Regions from separate parts of the Oryctolagus cuniculus genome. Here region 1 is linked to region 2. A link is a contact called in public Micro-C data. All regions are on one chromosome and are shown on one strand. The core of a region is the stretch at or near the end of the contact, and the rest is flanking DNA. Distances in the headings are between cores, read along the strand shown.

Evidence for each region. A called contact is a pair of places that touch in the nucleus more often than the background predicts.
Region 1: a Micro-C map of ear pinna shows a contact between it and region 2, with 6 times the contacts expected there. The contact joins the promoter of PKIG here to the enhancer-like site in region 2. A contact is called at or near these places in 3 of 6 Hi-C or Micro-C datasets (ear pinna, liver and an unstated tissue).

The regions. Positions count from the first base shown.
Region 1 is chr11:14,598,394-14,604,877 of mOryCun1.1, forward strand. PKIG (cAMP-dependent protein kinase inhibitor gamma) reads right to left here and starts at 3,693. Exons shown (of 5, transcript XM_070051808.1): 1 at 3,553-3,693. LOC138844290 (a long non-coding RNA gene) reads left to right here and starts at 5,918. Exons shown (of 2, transcript XR_011379874.1): 1 at 5,918-6,140.
Region 2 is chr11:14,519,039-14,524,774 of mOryCun1.1, forward strand. All of the region lies in intron 2 of PKIG (cAMP-dependent protein kinase inhibitor gamma), which reads right to left. Among named protein-coding and RNA genes, the nearest start is that of ADA, 42 kb to the left of the region's middle. Within about 2 kb of position 1,568, at least 1 of the 8 cell types and tissues checked has an H3K27ac peak or open chromatin away from gene starts, as enhancers often do. A contact at or near this core is called in ear pinna, where this site is marked.

The DNA of each region.
Region 1 (6,484 bases), core at 2,443-4,942, 81 kb after region 2:
TCTGATACGGGAGTGCCTGGTTCAAGTCCTGGCTCCTCTGCTTCTGATCCAGCTTCCTGCTAAAGTGAACCCAGGCAGGCAGCAAGCGACGGCTCAAGTCCTGGGTCCCTGCCGCCCATGTGGGGGACCCAGAGTGAGTTCTGGGCTTCTGGCTTTTGCCTTGCCCAGCCCTGGCTGTTTCAGGCATTTAGACTGTGAACCAGCACATGGAAGATTGATCTCTCTCTCTCTCTCTCCTTTTCAAACAGAAGGAAAATGAATTAAAAAAATTTTAAAAACATGGCATACAGATGAGAGACTACTTTAAAAACAAAACCAGGCCAGCGCCGTGGCTTAATAGGCTAATCCTCCAACTACGGCGCCAGCACACCGGGTTCTAGTCCCGGTTGGGGTGCCGGATTCTGTCCCGGTTGCCCCTCTTCCAGGCCAGCTCTCTGCTGTGGCCAGGGAAGGCAGTGGAGGATGGCCCAGGTGCTTGGGCCCTGCACCCCATGAGAGACCAGGAGAAGCACCTGGCTCCTGCCATCGGATCAGTGCGGTGCGCCGGCCGCAGCGTGCCGGCCGCGGCGGCCATTGGAGGGTGAACCAACAGCAAAGGAAGACCTTTCTCTCTGTCTCTCTCTCTCTCAGTGTCCACTCTGCCTGTCAAAAAAAAAAAAAAAAAAAAGAAAAAGAAAGAAAGAAAAAAAACACTTGGGAAAAAAATAAATACTTAGAAACAAAAATAGATGTGCCCAGCCTGGCCACATAGTGTGAGAGCTGGCTTGGGGCAGGTGGGAGGTGGGCAGTGCGGTGCCATCATTGCGGCATGGGGGTAAAGCTGCCTCCCACATCCCGTATGGGCGCTGGTTTCTGTCCCAGCTGCTCCACTTCCAATCCAGCTCCCTGCTAATGGCTTGTGAAAAACAGTGGAAGATGCCCAAGTCCTTGGGCCCCTGCCACCTGTGTCAGAGACCTGGAAGAAGCTCTTGGCTTCTGGCTTTGGCCTGGCCCAGACCCAGCTTTGTAGCCAGCTGGGGAGTGAACCATCGGATGGAAAATCTCTCAGTGTCTGTCTGTCTGTCTGTCTCTCTCTCTGTGTCTCCCTTTCTCTCTGTAACTCTTTCAAATAAATAAATAAATCTTAAAAAAAAAAAAAAAAAAAAAAAAAAAAAAAAAAGAGCTCTAGGCAGACCAGGATCCAAACACTTTGTCATCTTGTCATCTAGGATGGGCCTTTTTCGTCGGCTTCCTCGTCCACAGAGTGGGGACTCATGGCAGAACCCACCTCGCAGGGTTGCTATAAATAGCATATTATTCATTGAGATTAGTGTACAAAATGTGCTTGGCACCACACTAGCTCCACAGACGCCTGCTATCTGGCGATAATGGAAACGTGACAGCACAGGCTTAATCTCTCCTTGATGGGTGTCCGAGCTCACGTCGGTATGCCTGCTTTCAGCGACCGCCTTGCATCCCGCCTTTCCGCAATCTAGAAGGCAGCAGATCCGGGAGCTTCTCCACTCGCGCCTGCTCGGGAACGCTCTCTCCTGTGTCTCTCCGTCCCCTCTACTGGCTCTTTGCCAGCATCTTTAATCTCTCTCTCGCTTCAATGCAGCCTCACCTATTCCCCAATAGCTCTCCAGCCCTCCCCCCCACACACACAGCCGAACTTCTCTGAGCTGCCTACACGGCACCTTTCTCACATCCCACTCCTAACTCAGCCGGCTGAGGCATTTACACTGAACCTTCGGAAGCGGCCGGGATTAGAGATTCCGCCCCCACCATTTCACGAAATCTGTCCAACGCAGTCCCAAGCGGCCCCGACCATTATTTATCCAAGCGACACGCTCACCCTCCTCAATGGAGCTCCTCTGGCCTTCGCCGCTGTGCCCTGCCAGCTTCCCTCCTAGATCTCTGGCCTCCTCTTCCTGGTGTGGCCTCAGTGACTTCTTCCAAGACCGTCCAGTGCAGTGTCCTGAGCGGTCTGGACTTTTCATAAGCTGCCTGTCTGGATGCCTGACTGTGTTCATCTTTAAGTTCCAGCTGCAGTGGGCTGCTTCCACCTCCGCGAATGCACGTCTGAACATCTGGCACGTGACACCTCCGGCCCCAGCTCCCCACCAAAAGCAGCTAACGCATACTGCTCCCTCTGGAGTTTTATCAAGACCCTGCCTGAAGCCCCAAACTGGCTGGGGTCAGCCTTACCGTGCGCCTTCTTTCACAAATCCTATCACACTGTCATCACGCTGGGTGCATTCTTTCCTACGATGGCTGGGGACTCTTCCCTCACTACCTCCATCATCACAGGGCCTGGCACATAGCAGATGCTCAATTGTGGTGGTGGTGGTAGGGGCATCACCGTCCATCAGGGAAGCGGAATGCCCAGCCCACAGGCTATACACGGCCCACGAATTCATTTGGTCTGGCCCTATCAAGGCAACCACAGGAGAGACTCGAAGTCCCATACATCTATATACAGCAGGCTGATTCTTAAGCTGACAATTTAGCGTGGCCCCCAAACGTGGCCAGCGAATGTTATACTCAAGTGGCCCTTGGCAAAAAAAAAAAAAAGCAGTGCGTCTCCCATCCCTGCCGTAAGTGAACGCTTGTAAGTGCAAAACAGATGGGAAGAGCGATGAGATCAAGAACAACAAAGCCAGTCTTTTCTGACACCACAAATACAAATCAAACGCACACGCAACACACCTCCCTCTGCCTCCAAGATCACGTCCCAACTCCTCAAAACTTCGACACGCACGCTTTCGGGAAGGCCATCTGCTGGACTCTCAAACGTCGGCCGGCCAGGCCACTTCCAGCCCGCAGAGTCCGCCCTACAGCAAAGCCTTGAATGCTACAGCTGCCCAGGAAGCCCGCGCGTCCTGCGAGGGGCTGCGGCCATACCCCGCCACCGCCACCGCCACCCCGGGCACCTCTCCCCGGCCAGCACCTTCTGTTGGGATATCTGGCAATGCGGGTGACCGCTCTGTGCATGACTGTCCCCCGCCCGCCCAGAGCCCCACGCAGACCACAGGGTCTCCCCCGCACGGCCCTGCGGACACGCACTTCTCATTCACTCACTTTCTACCCGTGGCCAGCAGCCCGGACCCTGGCTCACGACAAACGCGCAACGAAGTTCCTCGTGGCAGCAGAGGAAAAAAAAAAAAGCCGCCCGGTGCTGAGAGCTCACCTACAAGGGCTCAAGTATGCACCGAGCAGGTGCGGCCGCTAACCCCTCGCTGCAGGGGCGCAAGGCGGCGCGCGAAGCAGACGGTCCTCTCGGGTCCCCGCGGGGTCGCACCCACACGTACATTTGCGGCAGTTTCGGGTGACTCCACGACCACCACCACCCTCCTCCCCGTTAGAACGCTCTCGTCTCTTTTTAGGAGACTTTCGAATGAGGCCAACGTCCACACACACAGTAAAACGATCCAAAACGCACTCCCACCAAACGTAGGGCGGGGTCAAAGGGTATCGGGGGCGCCACCCGCGGCGCGGCCGAGGCCCCGGGGACGAGGGTGCAGCCCGCGACCCCAGCCCCTCGTCCCCTGCGCCCGCTCAGCCCCTGCTCACCTGCCTCTCGCCACCTCGCCGCGCCGGGGCCGCCGGCCTGCAGCGCCTCCCCGGGGCCGCCCGGCACCCGCCGCCAGCCGCGGAGCCGTTGCCTTGGCGACCGGAGCTGCCGAGCTCCCGCGGCGCCAGCGCTACGGCGGCTCGGATGGGACAAGGGAGATCGGCGTCTGCTTCCGCGGCCGCAGGGTGGGCGGAAGTGGGAATCGCGGTCCTAAGCGGTGAGGTGTGCGGGCTGGGTCTGCGGGCCGGCGCTTAGGCAGGTGGGTGGAGAGGGGGCGGGGATGGCGGGACGAGAGCGCAGACTCGGAGGCTGCCCGTGCCTCGGTTTATCTCTCTAGAGCCCGCGATGGGGACTGTTTGAGGAAGAGACAGCTTCAGGTGGTGGCTTGTTCGACTGGGAGTCATTAAAGTCTCCTTTAATTTAAAGTTTCCTCCCCCTCCCAATCTCTGAAAGGCTGATGTGGCAGAGAGTGAATAAACCTGTTTCTCTGGGCGAGAATTAGATCACCAAATTTAATTTCAGTTTGGGAAGTGGTTTGATATATGATCAGCAGTTAGACTTCTTGGAATCATCCTGCATAGGAGGTGGGACCTGAGCACAAAGGAGATGCACTACTTAGTTGTTTGTAAAAGGAAAAGGGTTGAGAACAGCCTGAATGTCCACCAGCAGGGAACTGAGTACGTACATTATGATACAGCCGCAGGGTAGATTACTGTAGCCGGAACTAAGAGGGCCTGAGGTGGATGCAGTCTGTACAGACCTGGCTGCAAGGTGTGTAGCAAGTCTCCTAACCAGTCCTGCCTTTGCTAGTGTTCTGTCCCCAGCCCTACCCACCCCTGCCCAGTCTGTACTCCAACCAGCAGCCAGAATGATCTTTTATTTATTTATTTTTAAGATTATATTTTTTTGAGAAGTAGAGTTATAGACAGAGAGAGGGAGAGGCAGAGAGAAACTTCTTCCATCCCTTGCTCACTCCCCAAACGGCCACGACGGCCGGAGCTGCGCTGATCCGAAGCCAGGAGCTTCTTCCAGATCTCCCACGCGAGTGCAGGAGCTCAGGCACTTGGGCCATCTTCTATTGCTTTCCCAGCCTATAAGCAGAGAGCTGGATCGGAAGAGGAGCAGCCAGGACACAAACCGGCGCCCATATGGGATGCTTGGCGTCACAGGCAGAGGCTTAGCTTACTAGTCACAGCGGCTGCCCCGAGAATGATCTTTTAAAATGTGAAAAGGATCATATCCTTTATTGATCAACTCAAGCTCAGAAATTGTAAAATTGTAAAGGGGAAGAGGTCTCAGGAATTGCAAGTCGGGAGATACAGACTCAGATAGCTGGGAACGAGCGTTGTGAGGAAGTCAGGGAAGTAGGAGCTGATCCTGTCAAGCAGTATTGATTTATCACTAAGTGGTAAAAATCCTTTGGTGGGAATCTTTTTGAGAAAGACCGGGCTCGCATGACCAGAAGATAAAGAATGTATTTGCCTACTGGAAACTGTCCATACATCCAGGGTCCGGTCACCTTGTGACAAGCATCTGGAGTCTCCGGACAGTGTCATTATCCGGTTGTTCCAGGTGGGGACCACAGTTCACAGTGCGTAGGTCCTGCTCCCTGAAGGACCTCCCAAGTTGGTTTTGAAAGCTCAGTGTTGCTTTCATAGTGATGTTCCTGTTTATTTTTACACCTTCCCCTTGCTCAAAGCCATCACAATTCGAATAACATCCAGCGCTGTCCCAGTTAACAGCTTCCTAAGTGAACTGCCTGCAGCCTCCCTCTCCGCGTTATCTCTGTTGTCCATGCTCCTGCCACGCTGGGTTTGTAAAAGCTTTCAAAGTCAAGCAGGCTTCCAACTCAGGGCTTTTGCTCTTGTTGGTCTGTATTGCAGCCATTCCTTCTGCAGATAACTTTTTGTCCTGCACTCTCACTTCTTTGTTCTCTAGTCCAATGTCCTGCGATCCAGAAGACCTGCCCTGGCTACTCTAAACTGTTTACTCCTCCCCCAGCTGGTGTCCGTGTCTGGCAGCTCTGCACTTGTTGACGGCTTGTCTCTTTGCACTGCACCATAAGCTCCTCCACGGCAGGCACTTTGTTTTGTTCCCTGCTGTTTTCTCATCATTCACAACAGTGCCTGGCACATAGAGCTTGGTAAATATTTATTGCATGAATGAATAACTGAATACAAAAGCAATGTGCAACACCATGTGGTTGGGATGCCATCACGTTTAAAAGAAGTGATAGAGAAGACACACAATGCTGGCATATGCACAAACACACTCTGCAAGGTCGTCTGGGAGACGGATGGGGGCGGGGGGACAAGAAGAACACTTCTTCATCTTCACTGTATGCTGTTTTTAATTTTTAAAAAGTGTTTATTTATGTGAGAGGAAGAGAGAGCGCACTCTCATCTGCTGGATCACTCCCTAAATACTTACAGCAGCTGGGGCTGTGCCAGGACCAAAGGCAGCTGCGAGGAGCTCAGTCCAGGTCTCCCATGTGGGTGATTGGAATCCGATTCCTGGAGCCTTCACTGCTGCCTCCCAAGGTTTGCATTAGCTGGAGTCTGGAGCCAGAGCCAAGAACTGAATCCAGGTACTGTGATGTTATTCACTGACTCCCTATTTTTTTTTTAGATCAATGTGATAATTGTACATAACAGAAGGTACGTTGTGATTTTTTTGACACCTGAATACAATATGCATTGATCAAATTACTATATGCTCACGGTTTTGTTTAAACAAAGTTCATGTATTACCTTTTCAAATACTATATGAGGGGCCAGCACTGTGGCTCAGTGGGTTAACACCCTGGCCTGAAGCACTGGCATCCCATATGGGTGCTGATTCGAGACCCGGTAGCTCCACTTCCAATCCAGCTCTCTGCTATGGCCTGGGAAAGCAGTAGAAGATGGCCCAAGTCCTTGGGCCCCTGTGTGT
Region 2 (5,736 bases), core at 318-2,817:
GAAGACAGATTTTACTCTCTCTCCCTCCCTCCCTCCTTCTATTTCTGCCTTCCAAATAAATGAATATTTAAAAATCTGAAAAAGCCCCACAAGTCAACATTGTCAACCATGGTTCTTTGTAACAGGAACTTTCACTTTCAATGTCTGTTTTTGTAATGCTTGAGGTTTTGATAAGCCCAATTATTGTGTAACGCTTTCGGAAGGTAACTGATGTGGGCAGGAAGTACCCGCAGAGCACCCAGGGTGGGGCTCGGTAAGCGCTGGGTGTATGCACCTACGTGTACAGGGAAGGGCTGACCGTATGGAGGCTGGGTCCACGGCCTCCACAATACCTAGCTCAGAGGAGACACCTCGAGAATGAATTGGGGGCAGTGGGTGTTGCGGCACAGGTCAAGCCACTGCCTGGGATGCCTGCACCCCAAAGTAGAGTGCCTGGGATCAACTCTTACCTCTGCCTCTGATTCAGCTTCCTGCTAACAAGCATGGGAGGCAGCAAAGCGAGGCTCAAGTCCTAGGATCCCTGCCACCCATGTGGGAGACCCAGATGGAATTCTGGGCTCCTGGCTTTGGCCTGGCTCAGCCCCAGCTGTCGTGGCATCTGGGCAGCAAACCAGTGGATGGCAAGACCTCTCTCTCTTGCTTTCAAATGAATAAAAATTAAAAAATATAGGGGCATTTAAAGATCAGACAGGGAGACAAGGAGGTATCCTGGAGTAGAGAGGAAAAGATGAGTACACGTGACCTCAAACCCCAACTCCCGGGGCTGGCTTTGGGGCACGGCAGGTTAAGCCCCGCTTGTGTCGCCGGCATCCCGTATCCGAGGGCAGGTTTGAGTTTTGGCTGCTGCCTACTAACACACCTGGGAAAGCAGCAGATGTGGACCACCCACATGGAGACCAGGATGGAGTTTCTGGTTCCTGGTTTTGGCTTGGCCAAACCCCAACCACTGCAACCATTTGGGGAGTGAACCAGTGGACAGGAAATAGCTTGCCAGCTCGTGTTCCCTTTCAAACAAAAATAAAAATTAAACAAAAAAACAGCTCAGCCACTGACCCTTGGGGCAAGACCCTGTCCTCTGGGGCCGTTTCCCTACCTGTTAAATAAAGGTGGGGCCAAACCCCAAGGCAATTCCCTCTATCTCCAGAAGATGGCGCACCCAGCCTACGGTGGCTGCCTCGAGAGCAGTTGCCCTAACCAGGCTCTGTGCTCAGCTGAAAGAGTTCCAGAGGTGGTTCCTACTCCTGCTGAAAGCAGGGAGACTGCTGGAGGCGTCAGAAGAGGGGCACGGCCCGCCGCAGTCACTGCAGGCAGGACGGCCACGAGGCGCGCTGCCAAGTCCGGAAGTGCAAGCGCTCATGTCCCACGGCAGCTCCAGAGGCAGGTTCCCAACCACACCCTGGTGCACTGCCCCTGACTGGCTGCACCACCTACCAGCGCCACCGCTCCCTCCCTTCTCATCCCAACAGGGGTTTCCATCTGGACCTCGTCACCCACGCTGCAAGGCCTCACCCTGGCCCCTGAGCCAGCACAGGGGGCTGCTCAGTCCCAGCTCCCTGAGCGCCCACTGAATTAAGTTCTTCTCTGTCCTTCTGTCACCCCACCCCCACCCCCGCCTGCCTTTGAAGAGCGCGCCCCGGTTGGCCAGGCCTCTGGGCACCCTGCGGGGCTTCCCGCTGAATGGCCTCCCCGGGACTCTGCCCTCACCTTTGCTCTGTCGGGTCTCATACACTGCCCAGTGCTGGCAGCTGACACTCCTGGCACGGGGAGAGAACTGTGCCAAGCTCAAAGGCCAGTCCTGGAAAACATCAGCGGAGCCAACACGCTCTGGCTGTGCCAGCGCTCAGGGCGCAGGACCCGAAGGTGAGCCTGGGGTTTCTCCTCTCCCAGGTGCGCTCCGGCTTCACTGTTCTCCCACATCTGTATTCGTCTCCACTCACCCTCTGCTCTTTAAAATCAGCACAAGGGGGAATCACGGCAGACAATGGCCGTCCTCAGACCCACCGCCGCGGGCGTCAGGCCTCTGTGGGGAGGCTCAGCGGGGCAGGAACCCTGCGTTTTCCACCAAATCAGTACACGATATCTCATTCCAATGGGCAATGCAGAAATGTGGACGCGTTTGACAAAGCCATATTCAAGTGAAGTTTCAGGCATCAAAATTAGGGATGAATATTTTTTAAAGACACATATACCTGTTGTTAAATGGGAAACAATTCCAATGATATAATTACACATCAATTATGAGTGATTTTTTTCTAAATTTTTTGCAGGGAAAGTATTCATTTGATTTTTAGCTTCATTTTTGAATATATTTGCAATATTATAAAACTTAAATGGTACAGAAGGTACTTGAGTCCCTGCCACCCGTGCGGAAGACCAGGGTTGGGTCTGGGCTCCTACTCTCTGCCTGGCCCAGCCCTGGCAGCTGGGGAGGGTGCATTTGGGGAGTGGGCCAGCAGATGGAAGATCTCTGTCCCTCTCTCTCTTGTTCTAATAAGGTAAAAATTCAAAAAGATACATAAAGAAGGGGCTGCTGTAGCATGGCAGGTTAAGCCACCTCCTTCAACACCTGAATCCTGTCTGGAGGCCATCAGCCACTGCTTCCCAGATGCGAACAGGGCGCCAGTAAGGAGTGCAGCGAATCCTGTGGCACCACCAATCCCCTGCCATCCTTCTTCCATCGTGGTCTTTTAAATCTAGAAACACTTCCCGATCACCCTGAAGCCACCCCCGCACAAATTATACCAAACACTGGACACAACCCAGAGTCCCTAAAGCACCAAACATTCTTGTTTTGGCCGCTTGCTATCCTGAGGTCTCACCAATTCAATGACTTCCCCACTGAAGCACTTCGGAGTTGTTTCCACAAAAGCAGAACGGCCACATCTGAGGACCTGAATTTTAAAACTGCACTAGGATTGTCAGGCTGCCCTCCGCAGAGGTGAGTTAAGACGGCTCGGCCGTTTTGTGCTACTACGACCCAGCACCCGAGACGGGGTCATCTGTACAAATCAGGGACTTCTTACTGTTCTGGAGACAGAAAAGTCCAAGATCCAGTTCCAGTTCATGAGAAGTTTGTAACAATCTCAATGAAGGAGATCCCAGAGCTCACCTGGGCCATGGTTCCTCAAAGCAGGGTTCCCAACCCTGGTCCAGAGCTCCTTCTCCCAGACCACGTTCCTCCCCCCGACCCCCAGCCCGGGGCCATGAGTCCCAGAGAGAACCACACATCTAAGGGTGGGTGCGTGGTGTGTGGAAGGCCTAAGTGCAGGAGTCCCAGCAGTGACACGGGCAGCTCGGAGCTGTCGTGAAGATCCAACGCCTCGAAGCCGCACACACAGTCTGGAAGTCACAGGGGCATGGGAGGCGTGCAATCAGTAAATCACTAGCACCGGCCCTCTGCAGGGGACAAGGTAAAATTTCCCTTTTGACATTTCAATCAACTCCGCTGTTGTTGCTTGCTACAGAGGCCCAAACTTCTACTTCCACAAGCGTCGGGCCCCTGGCTCATGTGCACTGCTACAGTAGACAGGCCTAGCACATGGTTGAAGTTTAATGAATATTTAATGAATGAGTAAATAATAGAAGATGCTCTACATTCTCAGGTAGAAAGAGCCTGTGTCGTAACGGTGGCTGCAAGACCGGCTCCACCGGCATGCAGTGTGTGACCCGACAAAGGGTCCCTTCTTGGTTCCCAGCTCCCTCCCCCCATCTGCAGCATGAAGGTTGAAATATGACCACAAAGTCTCCTCCAGTCCTAGCAGGTCACTCACTGTTCACTGAGCGCCTTCTAAATCCCAGGATTGTGCCAGGCGTGGCACACACATTAGATGCTAAAGAAGTCACTTAGGACCTGATACGAGAGAAAAAGTATTGAGCCAGTCAAGGAATGGATCGGCACAGGTGGCGCTATGTGCTAGGCAAGAACAGGAGAGGGTTCGCTGCAGGCAGACGGGCTGTCCGAGGTCAGATGGTTAGGGAAAGGTCCTAAGGAGGTGACTTTGGGCTGAAACCTACAGAGAAAGGCCAATAAAGGGAGATCCGGGCAGAGCCAGCAGACAAGGCGAGACCGAGAGCGATCGACGATCTCCTATCTCAGCTCGAGTCCCGGGGTGCTAGAGAGTGAAGCTGTCTCTCCCTGATTCTCAGGCGGCCTTGGCACCTTTGTGGGGCCTGGATGCCCGGGATGGCAGAGAGCAGCCCCAGGTCAGAGGCTGTGGCGCCTGCAGGTGCCTGCTCGGGCAGTCAGGTCTCCCCACAGGAAGCCACTTCTCCCCGGGGTTTGTGATGCTCTCCCCGCCCCCAGCTTTGTAAACTGAAGAGGCCCCGGCTCTGCCGAGAGCGCCACGGGCCGTTCCCGTCGGTGGCTGTGAGTCTTCATTGCTCAGGCAGATTCCGTTACAACTACAAGCTGCTTTCCAAATATACTAGAAAGGTCATTTCCTGTTGTTTTTTCTTTCTAAAAAATTCAATATTTGCAGAAATCACACAAAAAACAAGCAGGCTTTGCAGAGGACATGAGCACAGAAGCGGGACTTGGTCCCAGGAGACAGGACTCGTCAGGGGTGGGTCAAACGCTCTCCAAGTCTTCCTGGACAAAGAAAGGGCTGTGGAAACCCGATGGCAATGCCAGGGCCTACTGAGCGGGCACTCCCCAGACTCAAAGGGCAACGGCCTCTCTCTGTGACGGGAACCCAAGAACCAGGCAGTGCCGAGGGGAGCAGAAGAGGCAAGGCTCCACGCTGAGCACACTCCCAGAGCCTGGAGAGGGCAGGGCTGCTGCCTGCAGCCATGTGTGGAGGCTCCGGTGCCCGGGGCACGCCCAGGGCAGGGGCACACCCAGGGCAGGGGCACTGGAGAGGAGCCTGTCTCCCGCCAGGACAGACAGCCTGGGCCCTGACCCCTGCACTGGGTGCAGACGGAGGAGACAGGCTTTGGGAGGGAGTGTGGGGAGTCCTGCTCCCCAGAGGTTCTCGTCCCTTCCCCTAAGTAGTACCTGCTGACGGCCCCCAAACAGCCCCAAGGCCCCGAGGAGAGCTCTGGCTGTGTGATCCACCTGCTTACCACGGCTCTCCCACCAGCCTCGCAAACCGTCCCATGCCAGCTCCCCTCCAGCCTTCCCCTGCTCGGAGGAGGCCCCACCGTCCCATAGGCTGTGCAGGCTCAGGCTGGGCACCTGAAGCCATCTGTGAGCCTCCTCCTTCCCCACCCCCAAACAATCCACCACCAGTGTCATCCTATGGCAAAACAACTTGGATTTGCCCTGACCTCCTCCACACGCATCGCCCACCAGGTCCCGGTACGTCTCACCTGGCCCCTCCTCCACACGCACCGCCCACCAGGTCCCGGTGCGTCTCACCTGGCCCCTCCTCCACACGCATCGACCACCAGGTCCCCGTGCGTCTCACCCGGCCCCTCCTCCACACGCACCGCCCACCAGGTCCCGGTGCGTCTCACCTGGCCCCTCCTCCACACGCATCGCCCACCAGGTCCCCGTGCGTCTCACCTGGTCCCTCCTTCACACGCACCGCCCACCAGGTCCCGGTGCGTCTCACCCGGCCCCCAGGCAGAGCCCCTCACGGCAGTCCTGCTCCCCTCTCACCTCCAGCCCACCTTCTACACAGCAGCCAGGAGACGCTCTCGATGCGGAAACTGGGTCACAGGACCCCTGCTCCATCCACCGTGGCTGCCTTCCATGCCACATCTAGCGGAGCCACCACGCCTGTGTCCGCCCCTGAA